Regions from separate parts of the Mus musculus genome. Here region 2 is linked to region 1. The links are chromatin contacts, called in public HiChIP or PLAC-seq maps. All regions are on one chromosome and are shown on one strand. Each heading gives the region's core, a stretch centred on a gene start, on an enhancer-like site or on the middle of the called end of the contact. The rest is flanking DNA. Distances are from core to core; before and after follow the strand shown. Region 1 holds the start of Epha3 (Eph receptor A3). Region 2 has its middle 200 kb from the start of Epha3.

Evidence for each region. HiChIP or PLAC-seq counts read pairs in DNA pulled down with a chosen protein or histone mark.
Region 2: a contact with region 1 is called in an H3K4me3 HiChIP or PLAC-seq map of embryonic forebrain, with 3 times the contacts expected there. The contact joins the enhancer-like site here to the promoter of Epha3 in region 1. A contact is called at or near these places in 6 of 39 promoter capture datasets (the 3T3-L1 cell line, cranial neural crest, embryonic stem cells and 3 more) and 3 of 115 datasets of contacts at active chromatin or transcription factors (astrocytes, embryonic forebrain and embryonic midbrain).

What each region holds. Positions count from the first base shown.
Region 1 is chr16:63,861,479-63,868,223 of GRCm38.p6, reverse strand. Epha3 (Eph receptor A3) reads left to right here and starts at 4,049. Exons shown (of 17, transcript NM_010140.4): 1 at 4,049-4,264. The coding sequence starts at 4,177.
Region 2 is chr16:64,064,765-64,071,584 of GRCm38.p6, reverse strand. No RefSeq gene overlaps it. Among named protein-coding and RNA genes, the nearest start is that of Epha3, 200 kb to the right of the region's middle. Within about 2 kb of position 2,309, at least 47 of the 459 cell types and tissues checked have an H3K27ac peak or open chromatin away from gene starts, as enhancers often do. A contact at or near this core is called in embryonic forebrain, where this site is marked.

The DNA.
Region 1 (6,745 bases), core at 2,800-5,299:
GCTGTGACATTGGCCACAGTTGCAGAGTGCAGGGCAGAGGCAAGGGTTTATCATAGAATTTTCCACAGCCAGTGCTCACTCATTTATCAGGAACTTGCTTGCCTGTGAAAACTTTCAATAGTTTTCTAATGAGTTCATCTCTCCTAGCTCCGTGTTCCCATTTCTGCCAAGAGATGTTAAAGATCGGTATGTGCTACAGCTTTTTCTTCAGCCAACTGGTCTTCCTGACTAACCTTTCCTTCCATGTATATACCTGGCTATCTTTGGAAACGCATAATTGCTAAGACAACAACCCACCTAAGGTCTCTGTCCCCTGATAGTTCATTTCCCTTGACTTGATCTTGGGTTATTCCTACTAGACTTAACATAATGGTCTCCACCATTTTCTCTCCTCAAATCATTTTTTTTTGTGTTCACATAAGAATTTAAAAGGCTACATAGACACCAGGATCTTCCATGTCTTAAAATAAAACTATTGTGAAGTTTTGCCAGCTTTTTTTTTTCTCACTTATGTTGGTGTGGCTTAAAATTCTATTGCTGCTCAGGATCATACAATCTAGACTGCACGTTGGCTAGTGATTTGTTGTTTTTTTTTTATAAAGTGTACTAAAACTTTTTAATATGTCAGACATAAGGATAACATCTTAACCATCATATAACATTTACACTATCCCTAAATGATAGCATATATTGGGGTCAAAATCTCACCAAAAGAGAGCAGACAGTCCAACTGCATGTAGACTGGCTTGAATGAGGAGCTCTACAGGTGACCTACAGTGACAGCTATGTCAACCACAGGAGTGCTGGGGTATTACCTCCTCTCACTATGGCTATTTTTTAAAGTAACATTCTTCCTGTTTTTAAAGTGCAGATTAAGACTTCTATAGTCCAAATCACCCCCACAGTCCTAGGTCCCTAGCATTCTTAGAATCGACACCAGGATCCGTCCATGATGTCCTCTCTCTTCTCTGCTAATCTGACATCAGCTCAGCATCTCTGCTCTAATAACAGAAGTCTGTTTCCTCCAGGAAGCTGGTTGTTCATGGTCACTCTATTTCTGACGCACATTTCAATGATACCCACCATTGCTGCCTTTCCTGGATATAGTTCCACTGCTATCTCTTTCAGGAATGTTCCTCTAACTGCTAAGTTGGGTGGCTAACTCTGCTATTCTTGAAAAAACAAAATGTAGTTTCTTCCCCATCTAGGTCCTCATTCTTTCGGTTAGCTCCTAGTCCTAACCTGTCCTCAGCTTTACTTTATAAATGACTTCCGATGTAACTGTTCTGTATTGGACTTTTTCCTCACTCAGCAGTGGGTTCAGTCAAAAATGTCTGGGTTACAGTGTCCCTTTCAATGAGGATTGTCAGCCCTTCCACACCATGTGACACAGCCCTGGTTTATCCTGGGATGATAATAATTTCCTAAACCTCAGACAGAATCCATTTATTCCTCTGCTTTTGGGTTTGCTCTCTTTAGCCTAGAATAGGTTACGAACACATTGACTTGTGGCAAGGAAATTCTATGCCATTTTCAGTCTACCCCATGGAGAATATTTCCCCAACAGCCACCATCAACTCTGGCTTTCCTCCTGTCCTCTGATGCTATCTCTCTTCCTGACAAAAATACACTGTGTTGCATGCATGTTGGGGTTTTAAAAGTATTTCCCCTCTATTGGACATCACTCTAATTTTGTTTATGCTCCTTCTGTCTACTAACAGTGTCTTCTGAACTCTTGAACTGTTAAATGTTTACCTCTCCTTATATTTCAACACCACTTTTTGGGGAGGACAAGAATCCATTGCAATCATGTCTGTACTTCCAATCTTACTTGCTAGTCTGTCTGTTGACCTGAATTTCTTTTCACATCTATCTAAAATAATCCTGAGATTATAAATCTTTGCAACTTCTTTTTTCTTCCTTCCTTCCTTCCTTCCTTCCTTCCTTCCTTCCTTCCTTCCCCCCCTCTTCCGTCCCTCCTTCCCTTCTTCCTTTCTTTTTCTTTCTTTCCTTCCTTTTACTTATTCATTCCTTCTTTTTATTTTAGAGGCAGGATTTCATGTAGCCCAGGATGTCATATAATTCAGTGTGTAATGAGAAGTTTTTCTTCCTCCATCCTCCAAACGCTGTGTTACACACCCTGCCTATGTAATACTGGGTGTAGAACTCAGGTCCTCATGCAAGCACTCTACCAACTGGGCTACACTCTCAGCTTTGGGACCTCTCTTTTTCTGCTGTCTTTTTGGATTAAGGAGTCTACAACTGAGACATCCTAGATAGCTTACATAGTGTGCCTAGCTCAGGCATTGCTTTAAACTCCATTTCTGCATACTTGTAACATTGTTCAAACATGAACAACCTTTTCACCATCCCAGGTGGTTGTTAGATGTTAGATGTGAAAGAGAAATAATGGGATAGTGAGAGGAAAGGAAGTAATACGTTCATAAAGACCAGCATACCATCATGACCTTTCCAAATGCTTTTAAATTGCAATCTGAAATAAATGTCATTTCTTTCAAACTCTCAGTAAAAAAAAAAAATCATATCCAGCTATGAAGCAATGTAACTGTTGTGGAACTGCAAACATTATGAGGCAATCCCCACTCTCTCCATTTTCTGGTCAACAAACCTTATTTTCAATGGAGTCAGATTTAGCACTGGTGGGCTCTACAGCCTCTGGTGGCCTAATGTGAGAAGGAGTTAGGGAGACAAGTCTCTCGAGGAAGTGTGAACAGAATCAGTCTCTTCCATCTGGCTTCTTCAACCCAACCCATCTTTACCAAACAGTCAACAAAGAGTATCAGAAGCCATTAGCCTAAATTCCAGGGTCATAGAAAGTGGAGTGCTTGTGAAATACACATCTTATTATCAGGACCCTTAAAAACCTACTCCGTCTCCCTTCTCAGGGCTCTAACACTGATCACTGGCGTTAACGTTGTCAACCTAATTTTCCGTTTTGAAGCCGTGTAAGGAAGTCATCTTGCTCCTTTTCAGGATAGGCTGAGATGGATGGGTGGTTGAGAGGGTTGGTGAGGAATCATTTTCTGGGACCTATTTCAAAGATAATTCAAAAGAGATCTTAAAGTAGAAATTGGATAAATTACATGGCTGAAGTAGGTTGCAGTGAGGTTGTTCAGCATGAGACCGTTTGTAACCATCATGCAAAGTAATTTAGCAAGTCCAAGGACATTGTTCTCTAGGAAATACTGGATTTTTCAGCGTTAAAAGAGCAGCCTTCAAATAGTCCCAGATTAGTGGCAGCTGGAAGGCAGAACAGGGAGCTATGAGTTAATCTCCGAGTCTCACAAAACAGGAAAGTTCTAGTGCTAGCTAGTTGTAGGCAGGAGCATTCCTTGTTCAGGACTTTCGATTTATATTGCAAATCCAGCAACCATCCGATGGAATGAGTGGTAGTCTGAAGCTATGGCTTTGGCTAGGATTGTTCCTGTCCTGGGAGGGCAACGGCTATTTGCCAGTGTTCAGAACCTGACTGTGACCTCTCTGTTTCAGCTGAGATTGCTGTATCAAATGCCTTTAACAGCCCCAATACCATGTGGTAGACTGAGCAGTCTACTTTTATCTTGTTGAATCACTAAGAGGACTGTGAACACACAGAACACAGTAAACGGATTAATTGCAATGGTCTTTGTCGTTCTACAATAATTGAATGAACGTCTTCCACTTTTAAAAACAATACTACTTTTTTGAACATTAGTTTCAACTCACAGTACCTCTAATAGGGATCTTTCAGAAATAGGCAACTGATCAAGTATAGCAAACAAATAGCTGCCTTCCCGTGAAAACGGAATGGCTCCCAAGACTCTCCGTCGCTGTCGCTGTCCCAGCACATCTTCTGGCTTTCCTACCCCACCAGCAACACTCTCGACCTCCACCCCTCTGCGTTCTTCCGCAGCTCCGTGGAACGGAGCTGGCTGCCAGCCATGGGGCTGCCCTGCTCTTCTTCAGCGCCCGCTGGCGACGGCACTAGGACCCAGAGAAGTCCCCGAGCGGGGTTCGCAGAAAGGCAGCCAGACTCCTCCTTATCTCCAGTGTCAAACTTGACATCAGACTGCGAGCGGAGCATGGTAACTTCTCCAGCAATCAGAGCGCTCCCCCTCACATCAGTGGTATGCTTCGCGGAGATATGCTCCTCTCACTGCCCGGTGCACCAGCAACATGGATTGTCACCTCTCCATCCTCGTCCTGCTCGGCTGCTGCGTCCTCAGCTGCTCCGGAGAACTGAGCCCACAGCCTTCCAACGAAGGTAAGCCAGGTAACCGCGCCGCTCCCGCCGGAGCGGAGCCCACAGCCCCCGGACGGCGCTGTTCCCTGAGATGCCCAGAAAGCAGTGGCAGCGAAAAGATTGTTTGCCCAGTAGCAATCCCAAAACACTTTTGGGGGATGTCTTGGGATTGTAGAAACCTTTAAAAATAATAATAAATCTGTTTTTAATCTGATAGCGAGCGATTCAAGTGATTACCACATTTACCAATTTGAACCAGAAAGAAAGAAAACCTTCGGTTTCTTTTTTTCTTTTTTTCTTTTTTTAACAACCCAGACTGTTAATTGCCAAATAGCCAAGGCAGTATTTTATTTTCTAATTATGACCATGTGGTTCTTTGAGAAGTTTCAAAGAAAAGGCTAGCCTCTCTTGAGATCCCCGCGGTGTGTTTTAAAGATAATGACAGGTTGCTCCTGCTTACACCCTTTGGCACTTATGAATGGACTGGAGAGAAGGGGGCTCGTTGGACCCGAGGTGTTTGAGTGCGCGCGTGTGTGCATGTGTTTATGTTACAACCGCCTTATTGAAGTGCTGTGGATCCCGCCGGGCGATGCTGTGCTCAGCGATACAGGTTCTCATGGGTAGCATATGCATGCCACATTATTAACAGCAGTGATGGTTCAAGGGATATACAGTGAGCTTAAGTTGGGTTCTTTTGTAAAAAGGCCTTTCATACACATAGAAGGATGCATTTAATGATTGATTGATAATTAGCTCCTGGGTAGATACAGTAAATAACAGACTAGCAAATTAGAAAGAACACTCATGGAAAGCTAACGGCATTTCCTTGATGCTGGATTAATTATTGTCAGTGTAACGGGCATCCTTGCATTCTCAATGGATCAAAGTGTAAACCTAATATTGAGAATATTTGTTTTCGTGGATACTGAGCAGACTCATGATATTTTTTTCAGACTTTTCATTATCTAGTTTTAATGATTTGTGAATACAAACTCTTAAGACAACTTCTCTGAATAATTGATTGCCTTGCAGCAACACTTACAACTTTAATTTCCTCTTAATGATTTTGAACATTGAGAATTGTATCGAGCAAGTTAACAATAGAGGACAGCTGAAGTGCAGGGAGCACAGTAGCTGTACAACACTCACTTAAAAACGTTTTGTAGAGCCAATGTTGTAGACATTATGCTTATGCCCATGTGAAAGAAAAATGTATGTAAACCCATTAGCACAAAGACCGCTTCCCATGTTTGGTGACCCACTTTCACGCTAATGGGACAGTTTAATTTTCTTTCCTTAGTGCCTTGGCTGCCTTTATCAGTCTGACTGGTTTTATTATTTTTTGTTTGCTTTTCAGTAGAGAAGTAGTGGTTTTTTGTTTGTTTGTTTGTTTGTTTTTCTTTTCATCATGAAGATGGGAAAACTGATTTTTTCCACAAATCACTTATTTAGTAATACAAATTAAAATGTTCACTTAAAAATAATCATCAGCCATTCTTGAAAGAAAGGTCATCCTGAGTGGTCATCTGCGCATGAGTAACACAGCAGTATGTTAAATTCTTTTAAAATATTTTTCTCAATATATTAAAATACTAACAATAACTAGAAAATAATATAACTGGCACTTTTATTTATTTATTTATTTTTGCTGAGTTGTCTTTTTCCAAATAGAATGTGTACGGACTACCCAGACAATGATCTCACTGAATTAGTGATGTGTAGGATAGAGATGAACTTACGTTTATGGTCAACTTAACCTCACTTTAAATTGCAAATAATAATAATAATGACCTTAGTTTTATTCATACTCATATAAAAGCAATGCCTATTAATTTAATGTAATAAGTATAATTAAATCTTAATTACCATTAAACCACTTTATATATGTATAATTGAATAGTGTATGTAAATAGTCATGTATTAATACCATAGAGCTATAATGGTAAAAATACTTATAAAACTAATATAGTATTTAATTGGCTTAGCTGAAAGTTTTATGTATCTATTGTTCACAGGATTGGTCTTTTCAGACACTATCATATGGCTGTCTCGCTCTCTTTACAAGGATAAAACAAAAGTTAAAATGATTAGTTTAAGTTAGATAACACTTCAATGAGACTTTAAATATTTATCAAATATCTTGGCCCTAAGCAGTTGAGTTGAGTCATATGGGAAGTGAAAATTTCTGATCTGTGCCACAATTTCCATGCAGTAAGCTGGACTCATAGATAGAGTTAAGATAAAGAGAACCAGATAACGTAGCTTTCCTATATAGCTAAGATAAAGTCAACCAGTTAATGCTGCTTTCTTGTTTCATCAGTAGTTTGAAACCTAAAGCTATATAGGAAGAGGCTATATAGGAAGCTATATAAAGAGCTCCTTATATATAAGAAAATAAATTATACTTGAAATGTGATGCCTAACGTGCTTTAAAACTACAGAAAACCTGCAGCAACATATTTACTAACATATATTCTCCTATCTATCATGGGATAGACATGA
Region 2 (6,820 bases), core at 1,060-3,559, 210 kb before region 1:
TTGCAAAAAGCTTCATATCATGGTGTGTCGATATTGCCATCATTTGATTTATATGCTACCCTAGATTCTTAGTGTTATCCATCCTCTATATTTTTAATTATTTAAGATGTTTTATGAGACTATTTCAATTGATAACTCTGCATGGGATTTTTTTTAATCTATGCATGTGTGAGCATCTGATGTACATGTTTGTCATACTTTCTTCACAGTAGTAAATTCTCAGAGACAGAAAAACCCTCTTTAGAAAGGAAAACTCACAAATTTGGAAGCACTGCTGAGAAAAACAGGGAGCTTCATCTTGTTCAAGTTCATTTAGACAACAGCATGTTGGCAGTAAACTGCTGTGAATGCTTATTGAAAATGCAAGGATGAAAGGAACTTGATATTAAGCCACAACTCAATATAAAGATTTCAATGGCACAGACAGGAAGAAGAGGCCTAGGCGTGATGTCAGTAAATTCTAGTTTAGTCAGTATTTGTCAAGATAGCTTGACTTTTTTTTGACAATAGAAAACTCAATATTACATTGGTGTTGTTGCTTGGAACTCTTATTAGATCAGTAAAAATGTGTGTTCAAATAATAAACAATATATGGGAAAGTACACTTTTGATAAAAAAAAAACCTGTGGCCACTCATTTATGAATTTCAACAAGTAATAGGAACGAATTTGAAGCAGAAAAGGCAGTAGATTCAGTGGGAAGGAAATGTGAAACTGTCCTGTGTACTCAGTCATAAGCAATCCAATTCAGTAATGTTTAGAATGTAAGTGATGCCACCGCATATTAAAAAAAATCTGATAATGCTTTACAAATACACATCCAAGAGGAGACTTATCTTAATGTGCACGTCAAAGGATGCACTAAGAGTTCTTAAACATAACTAAAGGACTCTTCTTTTAAGAACGTAATAATGTTAATTAAAAATTAATAACCTTGTGTTTCACCTGCCCATCTCTTAGATACTTCTGGAATAGGTCTATTCATTTGTTTCTACACCTTCATCTTGATGCCAATCACATACCATATAAAGACAGACATACTGCTAAAATAAAAGAAAGTCAACATAGTCAAAAACTAAACTATGTCAACCATACCAATGGTATCTTTTAGATTATAGGCCACTGTAATTACAACATGTTCTGCATCATTGTATGATGTTCATGCATCTCTATAGCATCCTTCAACCAAGCTGATGCTCTCCTCGAGATGGGCTCTGTTTTATAACATTGGATATCATCCTCCAACCGAGTTCATGCACTTATGATATATATCATCACAAGAACATATATATATATATATATATATATATATATATATATGATTAAACTTAGTTAATGAACTTGATCAGCTTGGGTTCATCTCTTTCCTAACTCAGTGTTCAGAATCAGTGTTCAGAAACCTGATTGGCATTTTGAAATCCATAATGGAAGAATGTACTCTTATCTTGGAACTCTGCAGATTCAACACATTGATTTATCTTAAGAACATTAGAAACCTACTGTGAAATGTCCTTCGATTATCTTTATGATTATTTTTCAATATTGACCTAAAAGTGATTCTTCATTTTCAGGTCAACTAGATATAACGGGTGAGAACCATATATTAATACTGAATTAAGATCACTCGTTTTTATAGGAAGATGATATATTTTAGAAGTGACCATCACTGTAAACCCCGACACCATTCTTCCAGCAAGAAATTCCCAAACAAGGGAAGATTTTATGTCTGTCACAAGTAATAGAATCCAAGAGATGGATTCATATCATGTGCTCTTCCCTTAACTTGGGCCATTATAAAGTTAGATAATTACAGGATCCATCCTGAGATTCAGAGTCAGATATGCTCTGTGTGTGAAAAGGGTTGAATTCCTGTGAATCTCCACACTTTGTATTTTGTGTATTAAGCTGTCAGGGACTATCTAAATCACTTCCTTTTCTGTCAGTCTGTCTTTGGACAACATCCTTTGAGACACCAACAGCATTCAGCAGTGAGCCCCATCCTCAAAGTCTTAAAATGATATGTAAATCCTGCAATTCATCATGCGCTGTGTAGTACGGGGTTTAATTCTTCCTCCTAGGTCTCAATCTGCTGAAACATTACTCTGATATACAGTACAAAAGCAGTAACAAAGATGTTCATATCAGCCTATTGTGAGATGGTGGCAGGCAGAAAAATCAATGAAGGGATGGGGACAATAGCGGGAGTTTAAACAGGCTGCTGAAATTTGCTAAGACTCAGACAAAGGGCCCATGCTGAAAGGGCGCTGCTGTGGTATTCCGCGGGCCCCATTATGTGGCTGAAACAATCCTCACTCAGAGAGTGGATTTGCATCTGTAATAGAGTTCAGGCTCTGTTTGTGAAAGACTTTCCCTGGGCCTGACCCCGTGTCTCAGGAGCACATTGATACCCGGCACCTCGCCTGTGCCTTGTCCCACACTACAGAGAGCAGCATCATGGGAAAATGCATTCAGTTAAAAGAACGCCAAGGAAGGCAAGAGGAAGGGAGAAAAAAAAATTAAAGGCTCGAGGCAGTTTTGGTGGTACTTAGCAGTGAAAATTACTTTGGCAAATAATAGAACCTACTGCTGGTAATTACTGCTAACAAGCTTCGCCCAGCCCAAATGTGACACTTGGGTTGATGTGAGAAAAGCTGATATAGGCCAAGCTTATTAAGCCTGAATGAAAAGGAACTTTCCTTATGAAAATACAGCAACTTGGGGGCTCTGCAAATCATGTAATCTAGTGTTACCAATTATTCACTAAAACAGAAAAATGGTGCTGCAATATTTAAAATCCGCCTTACATTTTATTCAGCTTCCTTCGCTAATCCCAAGCAACTGTAATCAGGAGCATCTTTGGTTTCCTAAACATGCACTCTTGGTGCCAAACAAAATATTGTGGGGACTTTGTCTGTTCCATGTTAAAGACCACTGGGAGACTTTTTCTTACTTGATAGCCAACAGATAACTTGCAAACATTTTCTCCCCGTGGAAGACTTTCATTCATCAATCAAATATTTGTTTATATAAAAACCACGGGTTATTCAGGTTGTCTCTTCCATGACTTATTAATGATAATAATTTCAAATTAAATGTTCTCTGGTTTGACACAATAATATCAGTTTCATCGACTTGAAATTTTTAGAGTACCATGAGAAGGTGATCATATGCAATTTTGGTCTAGGTTGACTGATAAGATGTGGACCTGCCATAGACTTTGACTGATACGCTATGTGTCATATTTATACGAAAGAGATACTACATTTTGAGAGAAAACTTACAAGTCCTGAGTTACAACAAATAGAAAAATTAAAGAAGTCTCAAAAATGTATGTCATTTATTACTTTATGTGCTACCTAAAAAAGGACCCTATTCTTCCCAACATAGGACACAAGCAATAGGTAAAGTAGAAATGTTTCATGTGTGTAGCAATAATTCCATGAAAATAAATTCAGTGTCTTGAATCCAGCTCTGTGATAGTTATCTGATACATCCATAATCTTCACATACTCTCATAGTTTTAAATTTTATAGCAGAAACTAAGATGCAGATAATCCTTTAACTATGTAGCAAATTACAAGTATTTTACATGCAGAAACATTAAAATCACTGACATAGAAAACATGGACACTTTTGGCCTAATAGTGTGCACCTGTAACAATGTTTAAAAATGATGTTTCTACTTAATCTTTGAGAATTTCATATACTGTGTTTTGATCACATTTATTCCCCTTCCTCCGACTCCTCCCAGATTTTCCCTACCTGCCTGTCCACTCAGCACCTCCTAACCTCCTCTCTTTGTCTATTTAAAAAAATCCGTTGAGTCCAGTTTGTGTCACGTGACTACTTCTAGACGTAGGATGTGCCATGGGGTTTGGCTGGTATCCCATGCATCACTCCATGCAAGAAAACTGACTTCCTCTCCCTCAATAGCAACCAAACGCCAGTGCTTCCTCATCTCCAGTTGGGACGTCCTTTCTCTCTCTTTTCCTTCCCATTAGGATTTTGTCTGACTTGATCTTGTGCAGGTTTTGTCCGTGTTGCAAATTGTGAACATTTCTAACTTCTTAACATGGCTTTCACTTCTTAATAACACCATGAGTGCATGCTTACGTGCATTAGTTTTATATCTTCATAAATCTGATTTTCTATAACATAGTTCCATTGGGCACAAAGAAATATTAAGACATGTTATACAACACTACCAGTTTAATAAAATTCTATAGATATTTTCTACATTTTGTAAAAATAATCTTAAAGGTCTTTGATTTGGTAAAGATAATCTTAAAAAATGAATATAAAATTTTTATAAAGGCAGTAAAGCCAAAAAGTCACATAATTTTCTATAGGTTCATTTTAAAATATACATGTTTACCTATAATGTACAATGTCATTTGTAGATGAAATATTTTTTTATTGTATCTGAAGAATTAGGATTACAAAGCAATATAACAATTCACTTTGCAATTGGGACAGAAGAGGTAAAGTTTGAAAGCTCCATGCACAGATTACAGAATATTTCCTCTTCCTGGATCAAGAGTACATCATGTATGAGCTAAATAGCCAGTAAATTAAAGTTGTGTATAATAAAACTGAGATTAACTCTGGATTATTAAAAAAATACACTCATTATTTACTAGTTATGCTTAGATTAAATTAGCTATTCTGTAATAATTATTTGCTATTCTATTTACATGCTGATGCAAAGACTTGTTTTCTTTTACTAAGATGTATGTTTAATTTATGATATTTTATGGCTCTAGTTCCTTTTAAATCATTCTATATACTGAGTACTCATTGGCCTTGTGGATAAATTTGGTCAAAAAGTTTCTTATTTTCATTAAATATTGTAAACAAAGAATCAACTTTTAAGACTGTTCCCCACTACGTGAGAGCAAATATAAGTGTAATATCTTTAAAAGTAAAATAAGATTGTGGATGTAAAAATATATATATATGCGTGCTTCTAATGTGGTATTTCACAGGAAATATAAAACTAATATGCAAAAAAGGGAGAGAAGAAATGAGGCAGAGACAGAAGCCCTAGGCTTAGAAGGAACCGAGGTGAATAACAGCTGGTAGATACATGCACAAGTGTGGCTGAGAGCTGTGGAGAAGGAGTGCATAGACGATCATAGGCAGTGTAAAGTACAGTGTCTCACCAGCCCTAGATGGTATTTCATGGGACATTCTTAGTTCTCTTCAGGGTAATGCATACAGAAAGCCTGTTGTCATTTTAGTGATGCCCTTCTGAGCTTTACTGATGTAATTGCCAAGTCAAAGTTGCATAGGTTTAGGATATACAGTTGGGTCTCTCTGATATTCATATACATTACAAAATATAACAAATGGAAAGCAGTTAGTAGATTAACACTCACATTGCTTCACGTATTTATGACTATATGTGATTACCTGATAGCGGTTCATGGCATTTTACTATGTTAAGGGGGAAACTTCTGGTGAAGAAAGAGGTTTTGAAAAGTAGCCTTTTCAGTCCTCTAATAATACATTAAATGGGGAAAAGCATACAGACTTAATTCTGGAATATAACGACTACTTTTAAGACATATAAACAGAGGTGATAGTTTACCATATCCCTTAATCCATGTGCTATTATATTGAAATACATATCAGAATATTAAGAGAAATATCAGTTAAGGAATGATATGTGGACACTAAAAATCACAGACTTATTCTGAAAACTGTGTTTCTAAGTTTTTATTGGTAAAATTTTGTGTTATACATTACTTACACAAACAATTATTTTATATGTATATTATATAATGCTTTACATATAACTTGCAAGATGAGATATAAACATTAAATGAGATCGATCAGTAAAAATATGTAGCTGTTGAAGTCTTTAGTAGCACAAATTTTAAAATAATTTTCATTTTAAAATTTTACGGGGTGGGGAGGGTATGAGGGACTTTTGGGAAAGCATTTGAAATGTAAATGAAGAAAATGTAAATGAAGAAAAAAATTAAAAAATAAAAGAACTTAACCAAAAAAATTTTTTTTACACAGTATGTTACAATTGTGGCCAATTCTGAAAGCAGTGTTTGAATCTTTCATTATCATTCTCTCTACTACAAGTCCTCCCTCTTGTTTCTCTTGACACAGTTACTACTAATCTTTTTTCTCTGAACATTGATGCAAACCTCCCAATGTGCTTTCCTCTTTCAACTGCCTGTGCCACCTTAAGGCACACTAGGTTTAAAATCAGGCTCAGTATCCTGTGGATTTCTGTATTGTCGTCGGAAACACAGGCAGTCCTGATGAAAGCTCTTAGAAATCAAAACCAAGATCAGTTTCCAACTTGGTGCTATTTCATTGCCTTTATATAGCAATGTCTTTGCAAAGGAGAGTGCCGTTCTATGACTTATGCCATGATTATGGACCACCTTTGACCTTCATGACACTGAATGAGACTTCGCCTCTTGGTCTCCCTACACATCAAATTAGAAAAATATGACTTCTATTCTGACATCTGCCCTGATCTCACGTTCTGCAGCATTAACATCCCTTATTCAAACAAGTTTGATCTTTATTAAAATACATGCATCATTAATTTCCAAGAATACCTAATTGATTTCTTTCATATATTAACACTAAATTGTTAATTAATTAATTAGTTGGATGCACACAGAGAAAAAGGATTTCTGAATTAATAAATGCAAGAGAAAAGTACTTATAAATATATAGTTTAGGTACTTATAAATGTAGAGTCTTAGTATATCAAAAATAATCAGTTTTCCCCCCAAATAACAAAAATAAATATCTTTAAAGATGACCATTTTTAATACTAGATACAAATTATC